Linked DNA regions of Mus musculus: region 2 is linked to region 1. The links are chromatin contacts, called in public promoter capture Hi-C maps. All regions are on one chromosome and are shown on one strand. Each heading gives the region's core, a stretch centred on a gene start, on an enhancer-like site or on the middle of the called end of the contact. The rest is flanking DNA. Distances are from core to core; before and after follow the strand shown.

The links. Capture Hi-C pulls out chosen DNA fragments and counts their contacts.
Region 2: a contact with region 1 is called in a promoter capture Hi-C map of adipose tissue. The contact joins two enhancer-like sites. A contact is called at or near these places in 1 of 115 datasets of contacts at active chromatin or transcription factors (pancreatic cancer cells) and 1 of 9 other capture datasets (adipose tissue).

The regions. Positions count from the first base shown.
Region 1 is chr10:59,732,670-59,738,002 of GRCm38.p6, reverse strand. It overlaps Micu1 (mitochondrial calcium uptake 1), which reads right to left. Exons shown (of 12, transcript NM_144822.3): 3 at 4,846-5,020. Among named protein-coding and RNA genes, the nearest start is that of Micu1, 33 kb to the right of the region's middle. Within about 2 kb of position 1,797, at least 33 of the 459 cell types and tissues checked have an H3K27ac peak or open chromatin away from gene starts, as enhancers often do. A contact at or near this core is called in adipose tissue, where this site is marked.
Region 2 is chr10:59,929,788-59,934,587 of GRCm38.p6, reverse strand. No RefSeq gene overlaps it. Among named protein-coding and RNA genes, the nearest start is that of Ddit4, 20 kb to the left of the region's middle. Within about 2 kb of position 1,802, at least 136 of the 459 cell types and tissues checked have an H3K27ac peak or open chromatin away from gene starts, as enhancers often do. A contact at or near this core is called in adipose tissue, where this site is marked.

The DNA.
Region 1 (5,333 bases), core at 548-3,047:
GGCACAAGGATCAGAAACTCAAGGTTACCCTCAGCTTCACAGGGAGCTAAAGGTAGCCCAGGCTAGACACCTGGTCAAAAAAGGAAAAGGAAGGATGGGGGTGGAAAAGAAATTACATCATCATCATTTTGCAATCCCAATGGATGGAAAGATCTAGATTTTGACTATCCATAGTGTACTGGCTAGTTTTGTGTCAACTTGACACAGCTGGAGTTATCACAGATAAAGAAGGTTCAGTTGAGGAAATGCCTCCATGAGATCCAACTGTAAGGCATTTCCTCAATTAGTGATCAAGGGGGAAAGGCCCCGTGTGGGTGGGACCATCTCTGGGCTGGTAGTCTTGGGTTTTATAAGAGAGCAGGCTGAGCAAGCCAGGTGAGGCAAGCCAGTAAAGAACATCCCTCCATGGCCTCTGCATCAGCTCCTGCTCCCTGACCTGCTTGAGTTCCAGTCCTGACTTCCTTTGGTGATGAACAGCAGCATGGAAGTGTAAGCCGAATAAACCCTTTCCTCCCCAACTTGCTTCTTGGTCATGATGTTTGTGCAGGAATAGAAACCCTGACTAAGACACATAGCTAAAAGGAAAAATAATGGCTGGAGAGATGGCTCTGTGGTTAAGAGCACTTCCTGCTCTTTCAGAGAGCCCAGCTTCCATTCCTACCCACTACATGCTAGCTTACAACTGTAACTCAAGTTCCAGGGACCTGGTACTCTCTTGTGGCCTCCACAGGCACTGCACACATGTGGTGCACATACATACATGCAGGCAGACACTCATACACAAAGAAATAAATTTAAATACACATAAATATAAATAAATGTAAAACAAAAGAGAAGGAAGAGGAAAAGGAGGAAGAAGAGGAGGAGAACAGGAAATAGTACCACAACTAGTGTGGCTATTGGGACCACACCCACGTCTTATCAAACTTCAGAGTCAAACCAATACTCAAATGATACAGGGACTGAAGGAGCTGAACAGCACTTAAAGTGTCAATAGAATCCAACCACAGGAAACTTGAACGGTTAAACGGCCTGGAGCCTGTCTCCTCTGCATCACATGTATCATTAGGTTGGAGGGAAATAGTTTGATTACAGAGTTCTCGCTTGGTCCTAAGTTCAGTCCTTAGCATCCACGTGGGACGTGGGGAGGGCTAACATTAAAACAGCAAGATGAAATAATCACGTCTCGTGATGAATGCTAGATCCAGATGAGAGAAGCAGAAGAGCTCACTCTCCTGCCCACTACTGTGAAAGGCGGCCAAGGGGAGGAAAGGCGCCTCTATCCTGCTGCTGCTGCTGCTGCTGCTGCTGCTGCTGCTGCTGCTGCTGCTGCTGCTGCTGCTGCTGCTGCTGCTACTGCTGCTGCTGCAGGATCAAAAGGCCAGGAACCGCTAAATCCCTATGTTCTTACTGGCCTGAACACCACACCCGGGAGAGACAAGAGAGCTCTTGGGAGAGGTGGTCTCTTTCAAAAATCGTGCAAACTCCTGAACTCCCATTTACAAACGCCTCCATTCCAGCAGCAGCATACGGAACTCGCCCATCTAACAAGCTGAAAGTGCCTGGTCATTAGGTAGTCCCTCTAGGCCGGGCACTGCCAAGTAACCACCCAGCTGTGTATAATGGCTGACAAGCAGACAGCAGACCACAGCAAGGGAAGCAGATCAGCTTCTGGCCTAGCCTGAGAAGAAAGCGGCCAGTGACGGGATGTCAATAAGAGGCCTCTGTCCTGGGTGGGGTGAAAACCGTTCCTCCCTTGGGGGCAGGGGAACTTCGTCCAGCTGCACATGACCCAGATGCCTCTGAGCCTGTTGACTTCTGCCTGCCTTGTGGCATAAGCAGGGTTTCCCCAAGGCTTCCTTGAGGGGAAGGCCAGGCTGGGACATCTGGTCCAAGGCAAAACTTCCACCATCCTCACCTTCACAGAGGTTAACGCAGAAGACTGAGTAACTAGACAGCTATCAGGACCCATTACAGTGACAGATAATGATGAGTTACACTGTCCCTGGGGAGGCAATGTCCTAAGATCAAAATTAATGGCTTGCACTGCCAGTTTGAAAATGCAAAGTCTAAACAAGTACGCTGCTGAGTTTTCTAAACTTTCCCCAAAATGAAAGGAAGCAATTATTATAAAGATCTATGCTGTATTGGGCCATGGAATACATATACTCTCAGCATTCAGGAAGTGGAGGAAAGAGGATCATTTAAAATAAGGAAAAATAAAACACAGATTAAAAAATCCAATCCATTTGTGGCACCCTGCATATATATTTTGTTATGTAGAAAAGCAGTTTAAACAAAATCTGGACATCACATGTGAAAAGCAGAAGCAAGGGTGTGGATAAAAGCTAAACATGATATTGTGGCCAAGTAAGAAAGAACTTCCTCATAGTAAAACACGGCTGCTCGGGAAGGACATACGGCTGCTCGGGAAGGACATACGGCTGCGTCCCAGCACACCCGGGAGACACGAGAGAGCTCTTGGGAGAGGTGGTCTCTTGCAAAATGATGCAAACTCCTGAACTCAGGAGAAGAGAGAAGGTTCCTAAAAGTTTACAACTTGAAAAAATGTAGTTTATCACACAGTCTTTCTCCATGTTCTCTCTCTCTCTCTCTCTCCCTCCCTCCCTCCCTTTCTCTCCCTCTCTGTGTGTGTGTGTGTGCATATGCACGCGCGCTTGTATGTGCATGCATATGGAGATCTGAGAATGACTAGAGGAAGTTGATTCTCTCTTCCAACATTTGGGTTGAGGTTCCAGAGATCAAACTCAGGTCACGGGCTTGGTAGCAAGGGCCTTGACTCATGGAGCCAGGCCTAGTCTTTTCTTCATAAAGAAGTATTCAGTAAAATTTTTGGTTTTACTTATTAGATATATTTGTATATACTTTGTAATTTTTGCTTTTATAGACTGTATATTTTCTGATTTTAAAAAACTAAAATACTAAAAAACTTGGCATTAATAAATTGTGGCTATGATTATTAAATTATAGACAGAAGAATTCTTACCATATTTATGTTACTTAAAAGAAAAAACAAAGACCCAACAGAACAGAGACGTGAGAAAGAATGAGACAGACTCTTGGGGAGTGACACGCACAATGAGCGTCCCTGAAGAGAGGGAGGGGAGACAGCTCTTCCTGTGAGCCTAGGTAGGGAAGAATAAGAACTATTCCTGACAGAGCTCAGTTAGGTTTTATAGCATCAGGAGTTACAAATTCATAAATCACACTGGTAGCTTTAGTGTCACTGCGATGCAGGAGTCCTTGTCATCTGCTACAGAGAAGGCGGGGCTATAAATGGAAGCAGCTTAATAAATGTTGATTTGATTTTGACTGTTTCAAGTTATCTAAGAAACAACCCTTCTGAGTGTTGCTGAAACACAGAGTCCAGTGTCTGACATCACGAGCGTTATTATAGCCAAACTTAAACTTTTCTGAGGTAAAGTGGCAGTGCCCTGAGGCTGTGGTCATAGTTTAGGCTGTCCACAACTATTTCCTTTCTGGGAATTGTATGTTCCTCCACAAATATTATTGTCCCGTTATTTTCTGCTTTAGTGGTTTGCTTTGACATAGCAAACCAGAAATATCACAAATTCAGTATATCTATGATAATGAGTTTAAAAAAATTTCTTTTTAAAAATTTATATATGTGACTATACTGTAGCCATCTTCAGACACACCAGAAGAGGGCATCAGACCCCATTACAGATAATTGTGAGCCACCATGTGGTTGCTGGGAATTGAATATGGGACCTCTGGAAGAGCAGTCAACTGCTCTTAACCACTGAGCCATCTTTCCAGCCCCATCTATGATAATGTTAAGCATTAAGAAGACCCATAGCCAAGTGTGGTTAGGCACACCTTTGATCCCAGCACTCTGGAGGCTGAGGCAGGCATACCTCTGTGAGTTCAAGACCAGCCTGGTCTACAGAGCAATTTCCAGGACAGTCAGGACTACATAAAGAAACCCTGTCTTGAAAGACTAAACCAAACCAAACCAAACCAAAACAAAAAGGAAGACCCAGAAAGCAAGAATCAGCTTACTATTTGGACTGAAAGAACAAAGAATATGTTCACCCTAAAGAAGAATGTGTTTACCCTGATAACCCTCGACCCTGTTCCTCCCTTTGACTCCACCTTGAATAGTAGTTGAGATGAAAACATTCCACCTGGTAGGGAAGCTCCTGAAGACAGAAGGTAAGCAGCTCAATATAGCTCCAGGAAGGCCCAGAAACTGCCCAGATTCACCAGGCCCCTCCCTCCCGAGGGTAAATAGTGCAGACTGTCAAGAGTTGCTGTCAGACCAGCCACTGAAGCCGCAAAGAAGCAGAGACCAGCCAAGGAGCCTACGGGAAACAAAAACCAGGTAGGCTACCTGGCAGAGGTTTAGAACATCGGAGGTACCCGGAAGGGAAATTCTCCAACTATTGAGCTGCCTGCAGGCAGTGCAGTGTGCTCCAGGCTCCCAGCTTTGGAGAGCTGTGCCTGTGCTGGGTGGTTTTTGAGTCATTTCTACTCCTGTAAAAAACTACTCACCCATGGCTCTATTAATCATCCCAATAAAACACACTAGGTCACCAAGTTAGCCTTTGGTGGGATCTGTACTTTAGTCTGCTGTGGGCTCTGTGTGTGTGTGTGTGTGTGTGTGTGTGTGTGTTGTGACTCCCCAGGAAAAGTCTGTCACACAACACTTCACACTCTGAGGTACCTTTGGCTTACATCAATAATAAAGAGGTGAGGAGCCCAGGAGGGACTGTGACCTGTCTAAAACAGGACTAGGAGATGGGCAGCGTGACGCCCCTCTAGGACACAGTTTTGATTCACTAGCAAAACTCTGTTCCGTACTTTTCTGTCTCTGAATCCAGAGCGCTTCTTCTTCTTGTCCTCAGGATAAGGCTCTGCCGCAGCATCTGCAGCCCTTCCTTCACGGCTGGACACTTCCCCGCTGTCTTTGTTTCTCTCTTTATCTTCTGTGTCAGGCTTCTTGCTGTTAACGCATGGTGGAGATTCTGCGTGAGCCCTGGTGGTGCAGAAGAGAAGCCTAAGTTAAGCATGAAACTCCATGACTTTAAGAAGTACCCACACCCAGCTCAGAGGAGCACTAATCACATGTGTCACGAATCCCATGAAGAACCTCCTAAAACAGCCAAAACCACTCGGCACCCCCTGTGTTACTCACATGCATGAAGCAAAAGCAACGGCCTGCTAAGTAAAGTAAGTTAGGCACAAAGGGCGAACACTATACAAGTGCGTTGCCATGAGTTATCAAGCTCGGTTAAAGCACAGAGCACGTGAGGGATGCAGTGTGGTTAGTTACGGGGTGTCAGGTTGTA
Region 2 (4,800 bases), core at 553-3,052, 200 kb before region 1:
GCGGCAAGGCCACCGGGGTAGCTCTAACTCTGGCTAAGTGTGGGATAGCCCCCCAAGGCTGTAGGCACTAACTTAGCTCCGGAAGGCTGCAGTGCCCTCCCACAAGAGGAACTGCAGCAGAGCAGCAGAGGTGAGGACCATGCTGGGCACAGAAGGGAAGAGCTGGGGACTGGAGGTCAGGAAAGGTGACCTCTGCCCCCAGGGGCTTGGTGCCAGGCCAGCCCCCATTAAGGACAAAGTGAACCAGTAGGGCGCTGGGGTTAGATAGCCAGCACACCATCCTGGCTCCAACTTGACAAATGGGTCTGTTCAGGATTTAAGGATGCCCTGCTGAGAAAGTTCCAGAGGTCCCTCTGTCCCTGAGCCAGCTGAGTCAGGCATTTGCAGCACATACTGTAGAGCAATCCTGAGCAACCCTGCTGGTGCACTGTCAACTTCTCTGAACTGCAGTCTGCAAAGTGGGCGTGTCCGGGTTTTCTTTTTTTCTCTCCTCTCCTCTCCTCTCCTCTCCTCTCCTCTCCTCTCCTCTCCTCTCCTCTCCTCTCCTCTCCTCTCCTCTCCTCTCCTCTCCTCTCCTCTCCTCTCCTCTCCTCTCCACTTCTCTTCTTTTTTCCTTTTTCCTTTACTGGAGAAAGGAATGACTATTTGGCAAAAAGGTTGATCAGAACCTAGCACTGAGCCGGGCAGTGGTGGCGCACGCCTTTAATCCCAGCACTTGAGAGGCAAAGGCAGATGGATTTCTGAGTTCAAGGCCAGCCTGGTCTACAGAGTGAGTTCCAGGACAGCCAGGGCTACACAAAGAAACCCTGTTTCAAAACAAAAACAAAAACAAAAACAAACAAACAACCCCCCCTCCCCCAGCACTGAACCTTCCAGCCTGTGGCATGCTGAGGCCTCCTTGTTTACTAAGGAGAACCGGCCCCAGGAAGTGAGGCCCAAAGACCTCTGGGTGGAAGTTTCTTTGGTTTGGTTGAGGTCCAGGAAAGCATCCTTCCTGACTTTTGACCAGCACAGGCCACACCAAGAAGCCTGTGCGTGTTGGTGTTGGTGATGATGCTAATGATTGAGACAGGGCTTCTCTGTGTAGCCTTGGCTGTCCTGGAACTCGCTCTGTAGAGCAGTTTGGCTCCAAACTCAAACTCAGAGATCTACCTGCCTCTGTCTGCTGAGTATTGGAGTTAAGGGTGTGTGTCACCACTGCCCAGCAAAACAGGGTCTTATGTAGTCCAGGCTGACCACAAACTCTTTGTAGCCAAGGATGCCCTTGAGTTTCTGTTCTTTTCTTCATCTCTTGAGTGCTAGGGTTCGAATTTGGGCATTGGATTTGAATTCATAAATGTTAGACAAGCACACTCTACCAATGGAACTACCAAGTTGTTAATTACCTAACTAATTAATCGTGCTGGGGATGGGATCCAGGGTCACGAATGTGCTAGACAAGCATTCCACCAACAAGCTATACCCCTGGCCCTCGGAGTTAATCTTCATAATCCTTACTTCCCCCCTCCGTTTTGTGAGACAGCCTTCCTATGTGTTCCTAACTGTCCAGGAACTTGCTATGTAGGTGTGGACAGACTTGAACTTGTGGCAATCCTTCCCTTCTTGTGCCTCCCAAGTGCTGGGATTATAGACATGAGCCACTCATGTCCCACAAAAAAAATCAGCCTTAGTTACAGCTAAGGCAAGTGAAGTTCACAGAAAGGTCCTGTTCAATATCAAGTCCAGGGCTCACCCCAAGCAGCCTCTCCCACAGAGCACACGTATGGGCTGAAGGACAGCTTCAACTGTGCCCAGAAGCCTGGTGTCCCCTTTTTGATCTTTCACAAGGCTGAGCTACCAGTTCCTGTCGGTTAACCCCCCAGAGAGAGTCTGACGCAGTTTGACTAAAGGAAACCACCAGTCTTGGCACGAACTGCCCTTCCTGGCAGGCCGACTGAGGTCAGGGTGGGTGGAGCTGGGAATGGCATTTCTTATTCCTTTCCCCAGATACCCATGGACTACTGCCTGGGTATTGGGCTCACCTTGAGCCTCAGTGTCTTCGTCTGTACAATGGGGTGAAGGTTCCACTCCTCTATTGCTGGGTCCAGTTGAGAGAGTTAAAAAAACAAAAATTCTTTGAGCCAGGCAGTGGTGGTACATGCCTTTAATCTCCAGCATTCAGGAGGCAGAGGCAGGCGGATCTCTATGAGTTCAAGGTCAGCCTGGTCTATACAGAGAGTTCAGGGATACACAAGGGAAACCCTGTCTCAAAAAAACGAAACCAACCAACCAACCAACTCTCTCTCTCTCTCTCTCTCTCTCTCTCTCTCTCTCTCTCCCCCTCTCCCACACGCACACGCACACAAAACAAACAAAATAACATTCTTAGGCCAGGCGTGGTGGCACACACCTTTAATCCCAGCACTCGGGAGGCAGAGGCAGGCAGATTTCTGAGTTCGAGGCCAGCCTGGTCTAAAAAGTGAGTTCCAGGACAGCCAGGGCCATACAGAGAAACCCTGTCTTGAAAAACAAAACAAAACGTTCTTAGGATGTTTATTCTGAGGATTAAAATAAAGTAAGAGGTGTTGACTCCTCCTTCGCCCCTGAGAAACAGAGACAATAGGTCACTGTATGAAGTCATGAAACGACAAGGGGATAAGGATTCGAACCAGTCACCCAGGGTGGTAAAACCCTTATCATCAGCCCGGCATGCCTTTAATCCCATCACTTGGGAGGCAGAGGTAGGCTGATTTCTGAGTTCGAGGCCAGCCTGGTCTACAAAGTGAGTTCCAGGACAGCCAGGGCTACACAGAGAAACCCTGTCTCGAAAAATCAGAAGAAGAAGGAGGAGGAGGAGGAGGAGGAGGAGGAGGAGGAGGAGGAGGAGGAGGAGGAGGAGGAGGGGAGGAGAAGAAGGAGAAGGAGGAGGAGGAGGAGGAGGAGGAGGAGGAGGAGGAGGAGGAGGAGGAGAAGGAGAAGGAGAAGGAGAAGGAGAAGGAGAAGGAGAAGGAGAAGGAGAAGAAGAAGAAGAAGAAGAAGAAGAAGAAGAAGAAGAAGAAGAAGAAGAAGAAGAAGAAGAAGAAGAAGAAGAAGAAGAAGAAAGGCCCTTATCACCTTCCTTTACACTCCCTCCTCATCTGGCCTCGGACTCTCCAACCTTGCAACCACGGCCTCAGTATCCATCTGGATTGTCTAGAAGAAATCCACCCTCCTACCCACTCCCTGCACCCCGCTCAGCGTGGGAAGAGATGTCGCCCCCCCCAAGCTTCCCCCCACCCCTGCCCTCCCAGCTCCAGGGCCCTACTGACATCCACATATTACAGCTGGCTTGAGGGTGCAGACCCGCACCCAGCTTGGTCTCACGCACTGTTTTTGATTGGTTCCTTCTGGTGGCATAGACAAGGTGTCAACTTTAGTAGCCAATGAGAAAACGCTCAGGGAGATGTGGTTGCTACAGCAACAGAGAGCAAAATCCGGTTTCTTTCACTGGGCACAGAGCCTGCTCTTTCCAGGACCTGCCACACAGTGGTCATATGCTCTACAGTAGAAAGAATCGGGAGACCGAAGTTGGGGGATTCCTAAGACCCAAACCCTTGACAAACGCTGAGTGTGAATGAGCCTCCACGCCAAAACTGATGAGAGCAGGCTGTCTGGAGGAGGTACTCAGATTTCTAGGTCTTTCTCTTGGATCGGCTGAGGAAGATGTTGTACTCCTGGCCCCCAGGACCTGCCTGAATGGCACCTTCTGAAAATAGGATAGGTAAAGATGCTTGCCGCCAAATCTGACAAACACTCATTTCTGGAAGACCAGAGTCCTCCTACACGTTGTCCTCAGGCCTCCACGAGCAGCTTGGCAGCGGCCAGCTTCCCCTAATATATACACAACTGAATTGTTTCTCTTCCTTCCTTCCTTCCTTCCTTCCTTCCTTCCTTCCTTTCTTTCTTTCTTTCTTTCTTTCTTTCTCTTTCTTTCTCTCTCTCTCTTCCTTCTTCCTTCCTTTCTTTCTTCCTTCCTTTCCCCCTTCCTTCCTTCCTTCCTTCCTTCCTTCCTTCCTTTCTCTCTCTCTCTTTCTCTTTTTAAAGAATAAATCAGAGAAGAGCTGGAGAAATGGCTTCACAGTTAAGAACCTTTGTTCTATTTTTTTAAAGATTTATTTATTTATTTTATGTATAATGACTACACTATTGCATTCTTCAGACACACCAGAAGAGGGCATCAGATCCCACTACAGATGGTTGTGAGCCACCGTGTGGTTGCTGGAAACTGAACTCAGGACCTCTGGAAGTGCAGCCAGTGCTCTTAACCACTGAGCCATCTCTCCAGCCCCAAGAATTTTTGTTCTTACTGGAGGTGGTGGCACACTTAATCCTAGTACCTGGGAGGCATAGGTAGGTGGATCTCTGTGAGTTCAAAGTGATCTACATAGTGAGCTTGAAGACAGCCAGAACTACATAGAAAGAAAAACAAAGAAACAAACAAACCCAAACCCAAAAGACCCTACAACAAAACAATAACAACAACAAAACAAAAAACCCACTTGTTTCGAGAGACCCTGGTTTGGCGCCTGGCATCCACATGGGTAATTCAGCCACTTGCAACTCTAGTTCCAGGGTATCCAACTCTCTCTTTCGAGTTGGCATGCATGCGATGCACATAAATATGTACAGGCAAAACACTTTCATGCATAAAAATAAGTAAAATAAAAATATATTTAAGGGCTGGTGAGATGGCTCAGTGGGTAAGAGCACCCAACTGCTCTTCTGAAGGTCAGGAGTTCAAATCCCAGCAACCACATGGTGGATCACAACCATAACCATCCG